Regions from separate parts of the Rattus norvegicus genome. Here region 2 is linked to region 1. The links are chromatin contacts, called in public Hi-C maps. All regions are on one chromosome and are shown on one strand. Each heading gives the region's core, a stretch centred on a gene start, on an enhancer-like site or on the middle of the called end of the contact. The rest is flanking DNA. Distances are from core to core; before and after follow the strand shown.

Region 1 (4,578 bases), core at 2,003-4,502:
GTTCCTGCCCTCAGGATCCTGCTTTGTGTTATGACCCTGACTTCCTTGGCTGATAAGTTTTAAGTTCTATGGTAAAAGAAACCCTTCTCTTCCCCAACATGCTTTGTGGTCAAGGTGTTTTTGCCACAGCACCAGAAAGCACATCAAGACCTTTAGGTACGTATCAGGATGTTTTTAGCTGCAGGTAACAAACTTCCAACTCACAATTATCCAAATAATCCAGCAATTCCACTCTGAGCTAAATACCCCAGAGACATGAAAAATATGACTATGTAAAACCATGCACATGAATATTCATGAGGTCTTTGTTTATGACAATAAAATATTCAGCAACTAATGAACAAATGAGCAAAATATGGTATAGACACATGGTGGAACATCTTACATTTAGTAAAAAGGAGCAAAGAATTGATGATACGATATGCATGGACTTCAAAAACATTAGGCAACAACCCAGGAAAGACCAGTGCACTGTGACTCCACCTTGGAGTATGGACAGTCCCATGGAAAGAGAAATGTGTGGGTTTCAGGGCCACAGTGAATTGGTGGATGTATGATATGGTTTGATATAGCATGCCACTCGTGGGCTCTTGTTTGAACTTGGTCAGTCTCCCCAGCTGTTACACTGTTTGGAAGTTTGCAGAACCTTCAGGGTGGAGCCTAATGGAGGGAGTGGGCTTTGTTGAGGTCTTCCAGCTCAGTCCGCTACCTACCACTCTCTGCTTCTGAACCATCGGTACAATGTGACCAACTGCTGCAGCTCCTGTCTCAACTGCCTTCTCTACCACAGGGCTGTACTCCTTAAACTTGAGCCAAGGCAAACCCTCCCTCCTTTAAGTTGCTTTTGTCAGATGCTCCTTCTCAGTAAGGAGGGGTAACTGACACAGGCCTGAGAGCTAAAAGGTTTCTTGGCAGGTGGTAGAAATGTTGAAAAGCAATTTCTGGGTATGATGGTACGATTCAAAAAATCGTCCAAATGCCACGTGGTTCTCTGTGAATGGGTAAATTATGGAGGAAATGATTGTTTCATAATTAAATTGTCACCCAAACCCCTTAAGTGATAACGGAGATTGTTCCTTCCGTTCTAGGAACTGAGGAATGGGTTAACAATGGATGAGTGTCTTCAAGGATCCTCTCTGCTTCTGCCTTTTCCTTCTCATTAGCTGCCCTCCTGGTTGTACCTCACTGGCATCATCTTTAGAAGCCCTGAAGAGAGATAAGGGAGAGCTCCATTAAGATGTACTTTTGTTGTTGTATTGAAGCAAGGCCCAGGCCCGCCTTGAAATCACAATCTTCATGCTCTTGAGCACTGGGGTCCCAGACATCATCACCATCTCCAGGAAGAGTTTCATTTGTATGCCCCTGGCCATCCCCAATTTAAGAGAAATCTTTCGTGGTAGTTGCCAAGCTAATCTGTCATCTCATTGATGAGTCAGGGTCTCTCACGAAACATCATGACGAAGGTCTAGGTCCACCACAATTTGTTCAACGCTCCAGGATCAAACAAGGTGCCTCAGGCAGAGAGGCAAAGCCTAGAACGTAGCTTAGGCTCTTCAGAGTGAAGACAGGTAGCATGCCTGCCAGGCGGGCAGCCTCCACAGCCACAGAGCTTAAAGAATTCTCTTAAAGAAATCAGTCTTGACGTTGTTTACTTATTTACCCACTTACCTTTCTTGAGGCAGAATTGTGCTAGATAGCCAAGGTCTGTCATGAACGCCTGGTCTTCTTGCGTCTCCTTCTTTCATGCTAGGGTTATAGAAGTGCACCACCAAGTCTAAAGTTTTAGTTCGCTCATCTATTTTAGGGTGAGTTTGAGATTATACCCATCTACCTTCATCCTTTTATCTGCTCCCCTGACTTCCTGTCTATATTGATGTACACGAGTGAATATGTACACACATGCATGCATATGCACACATGCACACACACGGACTTTAAATGCCTATACTTCCAGTATCTTATAACTAAGGAATATGAGATTTTACATTTAATTATTTTACTTTAATTAGGTTGACTTTCTATTTGCTTGTTTTGGGGTTTTTTGAGATGGAGTCATGTAGCCCAGGCTGGCCTTAAACTCACTTTGTAGCTAAGAATGAACGGCCTTAGACTCTGGATGCTCCTAACTGCTAAGATTATTAGTATTAATGCCATTGGATCGGTTCCATTTTTATTGGATTATTTTTAATTATTTTATTTATTAATTTATTTAATGTGTGTGTGTGTGTGTGTGTGTGTGTGTGTGTGTGTGTGTATAGTAGGCATTTATTCGTCATGGTTCATATGTGGAGGTCAGAGGACATCAGGAGTCAGTTCCTTCTTACCATGAGTTTCAGAGAGTCAGTTCAGGCTGTCAGAATTGTGTAGCAAACCTTTCTCTTTCAGCATAGTCTCTCTGGCAAACCAGAGTTTACCCAACTCTGCCCAGGGTGAAAGTGTCTGATGGGAATAGGTCTGCAGGAGCGAGACTCTCCTGAAGGCTTGGAGGGAGGGCACACCCTCAATCTTGGCCTCACCTACCTCTCCTGTTTCCAGTGTAGATGTTGGCAGCTGGTACACACGAACCGCCCCGGTCACATGTGGTTGTGTTTAACGATACAGAACTTTGAACCAACCTCAAGCTGCGCCTGTGAGGGGATCAAAGTCAACACTCAAATGTATTTTATAAACGGTGAACTTTGGTGAAGAAACAAAACTCATTTAAGCCGAAGCCAAGGGGCGTGCTATGTTTTGACTGATGCCAAAAACAAAGGGAGAAGATTGGTTCCCCTGCGCGTTCTTTGGACTCTTTTAAAAAAGAGCCTGTTTATTAAAGTCTGCACTTTTAAATAAACACAGAGAACTCTCGTGCTCTCTTTGTAAACACGTTTGAGTCCTTTGAAGGCAAGAATAAGGAGTGTGACAGAGATGCCTCTCCTGGGCTCTGGGTTGAGTTAACTGACTCTTGCTGTCTTTAAAACGCACAGAGGGTTTTAGAACTGACTCCACTAGGTGGAGGGAGAGGGAAGCCGCTCAGGTCCTAGTGGCTTTACTCAGTCAGGTCTCTCTGCTTCCTCTGGAGCACCACACAGTCAGGGCATGGTCTGAAGCCCTCCTGCTGCTGAGAAGCACCTGCCCGCCGGGCCCCTGGCAGTGGTAACTTCCTAAGCTACCTCTGGGGCAGGGGAGAGGCACACATTCACTTCTAGGCCATCATCTGTCTGTCCATGCTCAGCACCAAGCTTCTGACCACCCGATATGGACACAGCCAAAGACTGACTCACACCAAGCCAGCCAACCCCCGGCACCAGTGCTCTATCTACCCCTCCAGAACCATTCCTTCCTGGGCCTGGCTGTTAACAGACTTTACATCAGTAAACATTTACAAGCAGCAGTTTCCCCTCTCTGGGAGAACTCTTGTTGCTTTTTGAAATGTGTCCTGGCCCCATGTGGTAGAGATATGGGCTTCCATGTTCTCTGTTCCCCAGCAGGCAGTGGTCCTCTGGGTTATTTTGGTCACTTCCTTTGAACGGTTCCTTCCTTGAATTGTTCGCATGGCATTGTATGATTCACAGAGCCGGCTTCATTTCCCCTCTCGGGCAGCTGGGAAAATCAGGCTCCCGTTCTGTTTTCTTTGTTAACTGAGGCTGCACCTGGCCAGGCAGGGCCGGCTGAGTTGGGTCTCAGTGTCCAGATCTTGCAGTTATTACAGCTGTGTCTTGGTAGGATGAAGAGACACTGGAGAGAGGCTGGGCTGCTGGGCCGCTCTATGGGGGAAAGCCTAGGTCTACTGGGGCTGCCAGAGTTTGGGGACTTCGGTGGGCATTGTGACAACTCCTAAGGCAGTACTTGTCCAAATGAAGTAATGGGGTTTGAAGAGAAGACGAAATGGTGCCATGTAAGGTGGCTGGACACTCAGCAGGTGATCTGGCCAGGCCCACAGGAGTGACAGGAAGGACCGAGGGCCTGCCAGCCCCTCCCCTTGACCTGGCAAGTGGCCCTAGGTTGGTCACTGCCACCGAGCAGAATCGAGAAGCTCACCCTCTTTACAGCTTAGTCCTTAAGCAGACACAGACCTAGCTGCACATTCTCTCTGGGATTCCTGGTTTCTCAAGGTTCTCAACCATCCAGCCAGGCTGTGAATCCTCCTCAGGGTGGCAGCACACATCCAGTCAAGTGAATCAGCTTCACGAATTGATTAGAGTCCATCAATAAACAATGTGGACAATGCCAGAAGTTGGGGGCCTTGCTCATTGGGGTAAGAGGCCTCACTAAGTGCCATGGCTTGAGAAAAGTAACTCACCTCTCCACGCCCCAGTTTTCTTATGTGTACAATGGAGGTAATAATAGTGCTTCCTACTTCTTACTTCTTTCTTTTGTTTGGAGAATGGAGTTGGTGAACATACAGGACATACATGTTTGAATAATACTCATTGCAAGGTGACCCCTAGCTAAATGTGCATTGTTTATAGAACTGTACATAACTTGCTGTCTTTCCTCTCTACTGCGTGGCCCGATCACTGAACTGAAATACCTACCTTGTGACTACAGTCACATGAGTGGCCACTAGGACCCACGGAATGGCAAATGGCTCATTTA
Region 2 (4,481 bases), core at 1,395-3,894, 62 kb before region 1:
GCAGACATGGTGCTGGTGAAGGAGCTAAGAGCACAGAAAGCACAAAGAGAGTTTCACTGGGCCTGGCTTGAGCTCTAAAGCCTCGAAGTCCACCTCCTGAGGAGCACTTTCCCCAACACGGCCACACCCCCTAACAGTGCCACTGCCTATGAGCCCATGGGGGCCATTTTCATTCAAACCAGCACATGTTGGCAAGAAGATCAAGAAGTTTTCTGATGTCTTTTCTTTTCAGAAGACATCAGTCCAACTGAATTAATATTCTACCATATGACTTCATTTAACTTTACCTCCTTAACAAGTCATCTTGGGAGTTAGAATTTGAGTATGTAAATTGACAGGAAAATCACAGTTCCATTCATAGCAGAGGATCTTTAAAATGCTACCATTGGGTCAAGCTTATTCCCTATTTAAGCCCACCCCCATTATTATTCTGAGATGAATCCGAACTCCTGATTAACATACAAAGGTCCACTTTATCTAGCGTTATTCTGTAACACAATTCTAGGGCCCATGGTTCCCATCAGTACAGTAAAAACACTGATGGTGGAGGCTATCGTTAATTCCAACTTGAGGGTTCTAATAAGTAGGTAGGTACCTGTTCTCCTAAGACTGGTTCAGATGTCCAGATGGGCAGCAAGACACACACACACACACACACACACACACACACACACACACACACACACACACACACACACTCACACACAGAGGCAGAGGGGCACAGAAGAGTTTATTGTGTAACTGAGGCCTCCCAGGCAGGACACCGGCTGGGTCTTTACTGTGGCCAGGAGGTGGGACTGGCAGGCTGTTTTATAATTTGGATCTTGAGTGGCCCCCAAAGCCCAGCATGCCGAAGGCTCAGTCCCATCCCTGACCACAGTAGGAGGCTGTGGAAACGGTAGGTGGGACCCAGGAGAAGGAGGCTAGCTCATTGAAGATACCCTAGAAGGTGGATTGGCCTTACTTCCCCTGTGCAGGGGGCAGTCCTTTACTCCATGCTTCTGCCATGCTGTGCTATGCAGCACCCCAGCCTACAAAGCCGAGGAAGCAGTGGCTGATTCACAGCAAAGCTTCCCCCTTACGTCACGGTCGGGTTTTGTCACAGTGATGGAGAGCTAATGTATGGCGAGAAGCTTACGTGGCTTTTAGAGTCTACCAGCACGGCAAAAGTAGCATTCAAGGAGAAAGGCTGAGGCTTGAAAGCTCTTGGCAGTCAAAATTTAAAAATGGAATCAGCTTTCTTATCGATTCCCTCTTTCAGTTGCTGCTCTTATCGTGATGGAACACATAACAAAAGCAACCTAAGGAGGCTTTGTTCAGTTCTCAGCGACATCATGGCGGAGACATCATGGCGGGCAGGAGCTTGATCTGCTCCCTGCGTCTGCTGTCAGGAGCCGAGAGATGCATGCTGATGCTTAGCTCGCTTGCTCCTTTTCGCTCAGCTTAGGATTCCAGTATACGAAATGGTGCTCCCCACAGTTAGGGAAGGTTTTCCTACTTCAATTAGCTCCCCCAACAGATGCACTCAGAGGTTTGTGTCCATGGTCATTCTAAAGCCCATCACACTTACAGTCTAAGTTAATCCTCTCACTGCCCAATCTTGTTTGTCAAGAGATCTTGACTAGTTTTGCCCCTTTGTTCTTTCATACCATTTTAAGGATCAGCATGTTAAGGTCTATAACAAGCCATTTTTAGACATGTTCTTATCTTATGTGTGTGGAGATCAAAGGACGACTTGGGGAAGCTGGTTTTCTTCTGCCAGTATGTGGGGCTGGAAAGTCAAACAGGTTGTTAGGCTTTGCCTGCTAAGCCATATTCCTGGCCATATTAATATTTTAGCACTATATTTTTTTATAATAGAGAACCATTAAAAATAGTACATGCTAAAACAGGCAGCATGACACACAAGTCCCGGGAGGAGCTGGCAAGAAAATAGCACAGAGGCTCCAGACCTGTACCTCAAACCTTTCAATTGATTACAGAATGGACTGAATCTGCTGCTTCAGATGAGGCTGACAGGCCAGGCCACAGACAGGCCTGAAGTCTCACAGGTCCACCGCAGGGGACATTGTTGTTGTCTGTAACAGCTGATGGTGCAGAATGACTCCAGGACTTTGTGTCTGGACTAACAGAGCATTCAGAGTTGCCTGTGGGGGTCGGTGGTCTGCTTTTCTTCTTTCCCCAGACCCCGTGGTTCCATGACTGCTGAGTGGAGTCCAGTGGGTACCTGTGCAGGTTAGGTTAAGATTTACATGGGCCTTAGTTATGGCTGTGGTCCAGGCTGCACTGGATTGAGGAATCTGACATCTCTAGGATATTGAGTCTTTCTATCCAAGGATAGCTTATTATCTAGCCTAACTTTGTTTATTCTTTAATACAAAACAAAAGCTAAGAAAAATAATTTTCTCTCTTCAGGGCTTCAAAAAGGTTTATTTATAGGTATGTTACATTTTCATCATATTTGTAAAGTCCTTGTATATGAAACTACATTTTCAATTTTTGAGTTGAAATTTGGTTTTGAAATTCTGTTACTTGGAGATTTGATCGACTTTGCTATGCACCAGGCACACTACAAAGGCAGTTTGATACCCAGCTCACTCTCTAGGCCTGCAGCTCTCAAGTGGTCCACAGAAGGCATGGCATTGGCCGGCATCTGGTTTTACTTGTAGTTTCAGGGATGGAGGGTGGCTTGCCCTATTGTGAGGGCTGTGTCCTTTGTGGCTTTTATGTTCAGGTTAACATTTCCTTGTTTTCTGGGTGCTTAATCTTGATCATATGAAAATATGTTTATAAAGTTTTAAGTATTAGCCAGAGGACATAGCCCTGAGATTAATCTCAACTTGGATATGGTGCAATATTATTCATGCATCTGATACCATAAAGTCTAAAACTTTTTTTTACATTTAGAGAGGAAGAGAGAGAGAGAGAGAGAGAGAGAGAGAGAGAGAGAGAGAGAGAGATGTGAATACATGCACATATGAATGGCATGTCTGCAGAGAACAACTTTGGGAAATTTGTCCTCTCTATCTGACGTATGGGTTTCAGACATTGAATTTGGGTGGTCAGGCTTGGGGATAAGCCTTTATCTACTGAGCCATCTCAATAGCTCCCAAACTCAAAACAAACCTTTTAAATACTTTGTGGCTTTCTAAAAGTTTCAGATTTAGAACACTTTATATTTCAAATTTGATAATTATGGATACTTAACTGATAGAGTCTATGCTGTTATCACATTGTATATAAATGGTATTTATTCTAGAAATATGACATTTTACATTTTAAAGTCAGAGTAAAACAGAGAAATGAATTATGCATCCATCCACCTACTCATTATGAAAGCTCTCAGTTAGCGGACTAGAAGGAATATAATCTGAGAAGTGCTGTGTGTGACAAGCCCCAAGCACAGCTAACATTTGGCACAGAAATACCGAGTCTCTTTCTTAGATCAGACTAAGACCAGGATGTCTGCTCTTAGCTCTTCTGTAGACTGTGACCCCTGAAGTTCTAGCCAAGGAACTTAGGCAAGAAAAGAAAAGCTTGGAAACTGAGAAAACACTGCTTTAAACATTAAATATGGAAGAGATTTCTAAACTCAAGATTTTTTATCAAGTGTAGCCCAGTTTTGCTAGATGAATAGCTCCCGAGGTAGGGGCATGTAGAAAGAACAAGGAAATTAGAGTGGTGTGTGTGAGCCCAGAGATAACTGATGCTTGGAGACCTGGCTGGGGAAGCTGCCTTCTGCAATGGGCAGCAGTTAATGTAGAAACTCATAACTGGCCAAAGTGCTGAGAATAAGTGAGTGTTGAGAGCTCAGTCCTGAACAGGAGACACTTCCTTCAGGCTCAGGAAACACCCTGGACAAAAGGGCAGGAAGAACGTAAGAGCCTGGGCTGTCTCTAGTCCCATGGAGCTATTGGCAGCTAATGGTTGCTGGGGTCTTAGGGGTGCTGTTTTCTTCAGTGGTGTGGCCACTGGTAAATTTATAATACCCCATACCCATGCTTATGTAAGCACCCCTTACTAAACTTAGGTGGGGACACGAGTGGATGGCACAGTGGAAAATCACTTGCTGTGCAAGAGTGACTATTGGGAGTTCGGATTTCCAGAGCTCATTAAAAGACACGTAAATGACAATCAGGCATTGCGACTCACTTTATAATTTCAACACCCAGGAGACTGCGACACAAATCCCTGAGGCAAGCTAGCTAGCTGGGCCAACCAAATCAGTAAGCTCTAGGTTCAAGAGAGAGACTCAGCTCCAATATGTAAGGTGAACAGGTAAGGAAGACTCTGCTATCAAGCTCTATTCTCTACACATATGTGGGTGTACCCCATGATGTGTGCATCCCATACACATGAAAACATGCATATATACACAATGGCACAATATGCACTCATATGCAAAAATTTTAAAATTACCTTGTTGATATTAAAAAGAAAAAATAGGAGGGAGACATATTAGAAATAAGGATATGTTCAGA

Evidence for each region. Hi-C and Micro-C count contacts between places; a contact is called where the count stands out from the background.
Region 2: a Hi-C map of liver shows a contact between it and region 1, with 5 times the contacts expected there. The contact joins two enhancer-like sites. A contact is called at or near these places in 6 of 12 Hi-C or Micro-C datasets (the A7r5 cell line, frontal cortex, kidney and 2 more).

Annotation. Positions count from the first base shown.
Region 1 is chr17:57,929,920-57,934,497 of GRCr8, reverse strand. No RefSeq gene overlaps it. Among named protein-coding and RNA genes, the nearest start is that of Mtpap, 100 kb to the left of the region's middle. Within about 2 kb of position 3,252, at least 39 of the 93 cell types and tissues checked have an H3K27ac peak or open chromatin away from gene starts, as enhancers often do.
Region 2 is chr17:57,991,029-57,995,509 of GRCr8, reverse strand. LOC120097757 (a long non-coding RNA gene) reads right to left here. Exons shown (of 2, transcript XR_010059477.1): 2 at 1-4,481. Among named protein-coding and RNA genes, the nearest start is that of Mtpap, 43 kb to the left of the region's middle. Within about 2 kb of position 2,644, at least 3 of the 93 cell types and tissues checked have an H3K27ac peak or open chromatin away from gene starts, as enhancers often do.